2 separate regions of the Zea mays genome follow, and region 2 is linked to region 1. The links are chromatin contacts, called in public Hi-C maps. All regions are on one chromosome and are shown on one strand. The core of a region is the stretch at or near the end of the contact, and the rest is flanking DNA. Distances in the headings are between cores, read along the strand shown.

Region 1 (3,211 bases), core at 546-3,045:
TATTTTTTTATTTCTTCTTCGCTCCAATCTCTTCTTTCTTCTGTTTGCGAATCGGAGCAGCGGCTCTTCTGCTACGCACGCAGCTCACGCGCTCGTGGCTGGGAGCGGCGGTCACGCCTGTTCGCCCGCCTGGCCATGGCAGCGTTACGGCGACGACACCCGATCGCCTGCCTGGCCACCACCGTGGTGGTGGCGCAGCGGTGGCGCCCGCTCTCGCATAGTGCAGGCGCGACCTTCCTGCCGTGGTGCCCGCCTATGCCACATTCATCTTCCCTTTACTTATACGCACGCGTTCTTGGCCGTGATGGTGCATGCCTGCGCGCTCGGTCGCGGCGGCGCTCGTCTGCGCGCTCGACTCGTGGCGGTGCTCTCGCGCACTTGGCAGCCGCGTCGACCGTCCGCGTGCACGATCGAGGTGGCGCTCGCCTGCGTGGCTGCGCAGTGGTGCCGCGTCCGCACGCTTTGCTGTGGTGTTTGGCATCTCGCAGCTTCAAGCCGGCGATAAAATCTGCTCTAGAGATGCTTTTCCTTGCATATGTGTTTATATCCGAAGGAAGAGAAGGGCTAAAAAATTACAGAAACTTCTTATTGCAAGTGAACTTAATCAACTCACCTTTGCTTTGTGAACTCCTAGATCACAAGAGCAATCATGCTGATAACATGTTAAGAACCCTTTGCTACTGAGTATAGTTCAAAGGCTCCTTAACTCATAAACATAGAAGACATAAAGATATGAGAGGAACTGAGATTCTTATTTATATAATCTGTTCACTGGTTACAACAAATGGTAGTGTCCTCCTCTATATATAGTACAAAATTAAAGTTTTAGCTAAATAGGCCACATGAGCCTTCGGACCTAAACTGGTTTCTTAACGGCACCAACCTTGGAACACGCGCGATGCACGCGTTGTGGTTGTTGGCAGCCGAGGCAGGCAGGCTGCACAAGCCCAGCGACCGACACCGACGGAACACCGAAGCTGTACTTGCACTGCGCTGGCATATGGCAGCATGCGTCAGTGCGATGCGTCCCTTCACTGCACTGCACTGCTCACGCCCTGACCCGCTCGGATTCGGCTGCCCGCTCCGTTCGGTTCGTTCAATTCGGTTGTTGTACGTGTGCACTGTGTACCTATCAATAAACTCCCGTCTTGCTTGTTAACCCAGCCGAAGATACAGAGAGGGCTTGCTTTGCTTCATTCCAAGTCGGCCAGGCGACAAGATTTGAGAAGCAATAGCCAGTGTAGTGTGTATATGGAATTGATAAATGCCAAAAAAAAAAACCGAAAGGAGAGCACGTCGGCCGGTGGGCCTGCATGTCAGTACCAGTACCAGTGCCAGTACCAGCCCGCGTGGTCAAGATCTGCGTGATGGCAGCATCAATTCAGGCCCCCCGCGCGATGGCCCACTCCGAGAAAGCAAGCAAGGCCATACATAGCAGTAGCACGTAGGCCGAGGAAAGAAAGACGTGAGTGAAAAAGAAAGATGCTGTCGGTCTGGCACTGGCGCCACCAAATAATGATGGGCTCATCGCCGCGTTATCTTCTATCGCGTTTTTATCAATTCAATTCTTGTACGCACAAGATCCTTAGAATTTGTCAACGCATCGTAGTAGGAATTGGGGAAGACGCAAGAACACAGGGATAGAAGTTGCAATATTCTGATTACAGATATCCTTGCTCCACGCCAAGGCAGGGTTTATCTACTACTTCCATCTTCCCAACCCGGCAGCAAACACACACGCACACCGACACGGTTACACCCACTCGGGTCCACCGGCACGTGGGTTGGGGCGGTGAGCGCGCTTGTTGCGGACGCGAGGAGAGTTGGGCCGCTCCTGCAGCAACCGTTCCGCGTCCGGCATGCTCTGGTTGTCGCGAGTGGAAAACGTTGTGAGGAGCAACGCGATCTTCGCAGGTAGCCAGCTCTGGTGGAAGGCCGCCGGACCATGACACCAGCGCTTGCTGGACTTGGCGGTTGGTTGCCTTTGGTCACTTCACGGGTCTGCAGCACCTGCATAGGAACACTGGAGTCTGGCAGTGAATCAGGAAGTGATGAAAATGCAGTGCCTTTGAAGCCAGTGGCTTAAGCTGAGACACATGGATAACAGGATGAATACGAGAGGATGCTGGAAGCTGCAAACGGTAGGCAACTTCACACACACGGCCGACCATCTGGTAAGCTCCAAAGTACCGGAAACTGAGCTTCTGATGGGCGCGAGCGGTATTAGAAGACTGCACATATGGTTGAAGTTTCGGATACACCCAATCACCAAGCTGGAAGGAGAGCTTTGAGCAGCATGATGATTCATACGGGCCTGTGCACGCAATAAGTGTTGATGGATCAACTCTTGCATAGATGACCTCTCTTGAAGTCATTTGACGAGGACATCACTTCTATACATACAATGCATGGATGGATAACACGATCGTGTGTACGACAGCTAAATCTCCAGATACGTTCTACTCTAGTCAATTGTATTTCAGAGCTTACGCTTGGGGATATATATGTTTTGATGATTATGAGCTATGGAGAGGACCATTAAGGACTTGGGAAAGGCCAAGGTGTTGACGAGGAGTAGCAAGGGCGTCCACAACAGGAAGGAGATCAACTCCGACTCGGCTGCGACTTCATCTCAGGTTTTAGGACCAGTATGTACTAAAATGGATGCCCAGGACGCATCCGGACTTTGATTGTGACGGACTTGATATGGTTGGAAAGATAAAGAGATTATCTAACCAACCCAACTAGTCCCACCTTAAAATTCATCCGGAGTCAACAGGAATCGTCGAAACGATTCAGCGTTTAGATTCTGTTTTGGTGCCGCGACACCGTCTTTTGGGCCGTTGGACCATGTATCGCGTCGGAGCCCATTAGGGGCGAGACCAGGGGTCATGCACGCCCTAATGGTTTATTTTTTAAACAGCCACCACCACATTAGGGTGGGTTTTGCTTAAATTATTCTGTCATCAAACAATATCGCCGCCATCGGCTTATGAGACCCCATCTCGTAATCAACACAGTTTTGGTTGCGTTCTTCCTGTTCTTGCTTATATTCTTGATTGTGCTTGCAAGGATAAACCTTCGTGGCGAGGTCACTCGTGTGTCACGGGTGATAACCAATGGAGTTGTGTTGTAGTGATTGCGAGGAGCCGTTCACTTGGAGACTTGGATCATCAACGTCAAGGTCTCCACTCAATCAAGTTATCGTACC
Region 2 (3,250 bases), core at 385-2,884, 520 kb after region 1:
TCGCCAGCAGGTAGATGGCCTTGAACTTCTGAGGACGCCACATCGCGTGCATGATCTCCCTACATATGTATGTATCAACGTCAAAAAGAAGCGCACACAACAACGGAAGCAACGAGTCATGGTGCCTCGTGGCAGGCTGGGACCCATGTGTCGGTGGCATGCATGCATGCATGCATCTGTGCTGTGCATGGGTCTCCCTCCATATGACCGATGGACGGAAGTGAACAGCCGAACAGGGGGACCCATGTACCTCATGTATTATACGTACAGTACATGCAACGGTCGTGTCCTTGTTGCGTTGTGGGAGGGTCTGTATGTCCTTTAAGCTACTACACCACGCACCTAGTAGTAGCATTAGCACTAGCACTTGCCGGCGATGAGAAGTTAGAACTGAGAGCGGCAGCAAGACCGACACTGCTCTGCTCTCTTTTATCTTTGTCGCCGTCATGGCCATTTATTTAATCCCCCCCATATATATGCATGTCAGTGGTCCCCAAGAAAAACACATGGGGCCCGCATCATTCCCAAGCAGCATGCATGTGCCGAGCCGCGAGGGCAGAGCGTGCAGCCGTGTAGCGTGCGCGCACGCACGTCGCACGCGCATGCATATGAGCTACTGTGCCTTTTTACTGTTAATTAACTACTACTACTACTAGCCGATTAGGAGTAATCAAGGGACAGACTGATAAACTAATGATGCGATTAATTAGGCTAACAGGACAGAGATATACTCACACTGTGACCGCGTGTCCCCCGAACGTGTAGAGTATGTTGGTCGCCCCGGTGAAGTAGAGTACGATCCTTGTGGGCCCCGAATGCTGGACGCCCTCGACCTGTCCGTGGACGAGCGAGGCGACGGCCATGTACCAGGCGGTGTAGGTGGTCATGACGAGGCCCAGGAAGGACCAGACGCGGTAGTTGTGGAAGGAGGGGATGAAGACGGTGGTGGCGCAGCAGGCGCCGAAGACGTAGGTCCACGTCCGCTTGTCCAGCCGGTCGTTGACGTAGTAGATGTTGCTGGCGCAGCCGATGAGCTGGATGACGGAGCCGAAGAGGAGGAAGGTGCAGTTGAAGGCCAGCCCGGCGTTGCGCCAGTGCCGGCCCAGCAGCCCGTCCAGCACCTCGAACCACTGGATCACGTGGTTCCGGAAGTCCGCGGCCTTCTCGCGCTCCCGACGGGTGCGGTACTCCAGGTACAGGATGCTGATCAGGTACGCCGTCCAGCTGCCCAGCAGGCCGTAGAAGAGCTGGAACAGCACGCCGCTCAGCATCCCCAGCTGCGCGAACGAGTAGGGCAGCGTCAGCAGCACCTGCGCCACCTGGTTCGACGCGCAGCTGAACCACGCGTCGTACGCCGACCCGCCGTGCCACAGCAGACCCGACAGCCGGGACTTGACGCCGCTGTGTTCCTCCTCCGCCTCCGTCATCTCCGCCGCCTCCAGGTGCCCGCCGAACGCCTCAGCAGCAGGGGCCTTCTCGTCGGCGATGCCGCCGCCTCCTCCTCCCGCCGCCATTAATCCCTCAGAGCGATGGTCGAGAGCTTTGCCTGCTTGTGCGTGCTGGCGGTGCTTGCTTACTGGTGTTGTGTGCATTGCAGGGGGGAGCGGGGGTGTCGTATATATGGAGAGGCGATGTCCCGGGGGGGAGACAGCACTCCAGCAGCTGGGGCATAAAGAAACCCAGCGTCCTTTCTTTTCATGCCGGGCCGCGGGGCCTCTGGGGCTGGGGCTGTACTGTACGTGGCTGCTACCCGCCTCTCTTTATTTTATCATTAATATATAGTATTACTCGATCCTATTTGGGTTCAAGAAAGCAAACGAAAGGAGCGGGTGATCAAAAGACGTGGTGAAAAATCCCGTGGAAAGCAAGGACGGAGCAGCGTGCATTGCTAGAGCATACGAAGAAAGTGTTCTGCCTGGACACATTATAAGGGCTTGTTCGGTTCTACCCCAATCCATATGGATTGAGGGGGATTGAGGGGGTTTCAATCTCCAGTAAGTCAAAATCCCCTCCAATCCGTATCAATCCCCTCTAATCCGTATGGATTGGAAATAACCGAACAAGCCCTAAGTGGGCCGGGGGCAATGCATGTATGCATGCACATCACCTTTTTTTTTCTTTTGGGGCCGGGAAAGTATGTGCATCACTCGAGTGATGTCTCTAAAAGATCCAACTGAACGTGTTTGTCCGTTGGATGCGTGTTCCATGGCTTGGATCTTCTCCTCACATCGTCCCTTGCATGTTTTTATCACATATACCATTTACATATTTTGGATGGAAGAACACAACTTGAAACAAGAATATATGTTATATTGAAAAATGTTTCTTTTCTCTGTATATATAATTATGTTGTGGGGCACGTGCAAATAATCCTTGCATTATTGCATTATTCTACACAAGCTAGATCAAGCTTCCATTCTTTTTTTTCTTTTGTTATCAAATGTAGCCGGCGCCAGCCTAAAATTCTGCTCACCTCCAACGCAACCCATATTCTCATCGCCGTCTCCCATCCCCTCTTGTCTTTAGCAACTCACTATTGCTGACCTCGGCTCCCAGATTTATTTATATATGTTAGTATCCTAGTGTGACTTAATTGGATATCAATTGTTGAGTTTGTAATCTAAATTCTGCATATGGAACTCACGTTGTCGAGAGAAGTGGAGGCCCATCGACGGGAGGCTTAGGCCGTCATCATTATTTACATTGGTCTGACAGTCAGAGTGTTATTTATCTTACAAAGGATCAAATGTTTCAAACGAGGACAAAACACATTGATATTAAGTATCATTATATCCGGAAAATAGTTACGGAAGGTAAATTAAGGGTATACATGATCAATACACACTTCAATCTAGCTTCCATGATGACTAAACATGTTTCTGGGGTTAAGTTTGAGCTTTGCTCGAACTTAATTGGTATAATTGCTTAGCCCTAGTGGCTATGTTGGCACCAGCAGTTTGTTTCTTCTATTATTCAGAAAGTTGATTATATGTTATGGCTACAAGATGGAATTTGTCTCAAGGTAGAGATTGTTGAGTTTGTGATCTAAATTTTGCATATGGAGGTCGTGTTGGCGAGCGGAGCGGAGGCCCATCGCAGGGAGGCTTGGGCAGGAGCGTAAGCACATGTAGCCCTGCACGCAGGGGGTGTGGGGGACAGAGCCCTCGTGGTATATATTAGTGACCATAGTTAGAATTTGTCGTCATCATTATTTACTCCTCTTATAAGCCACTGTCTGCGGACGACATTC

What was found. Hi-C and Micro-C count contacts between places; a contact is called where the count stands out from the background.
Region 2: a contact with region 1 is called in a Hi-C map of tassel, with 3 times the contacts expected there. The contact joins the promoter of LOC541998 here to the enhancer-like site in region 1. A contact is called at or near these places in 2 of 25 Hi-C or Micro-C datasets (leaf and tassel).

What each region holds. Positions count from the first base shown.
Region 1 is chr1:120,943,141-120,946,351 of Zm-B73-REFERENCE-NAM-5.0, forward strand. No RefSeq gene overlaps it. Among protein-coding and RNA genes, the nearest start is that of LOC100284037, 71 kb to the right of the region's middle. Within about 2 kb of position 1,796, at least 20 of the 20 cell types and tissues checked have an H3K27ac peak or open chromatin away from gene starts, as enhancers often do. A contact at or near this core is called in leaf and tassel, where this site is marked.
Region 2 is chr1:121,468,133-121,471,382 of Zm-B73-REFERENCE-NAM-5.0, forward strand. LOC541998 (auxin import carrier 1) reads right to left here and starts at 1,635. Exons shown (of 3, transcript NM_001111647.2): 1 at 736-1,635; 2 at 1-59. The coding sequence starts at 1,592.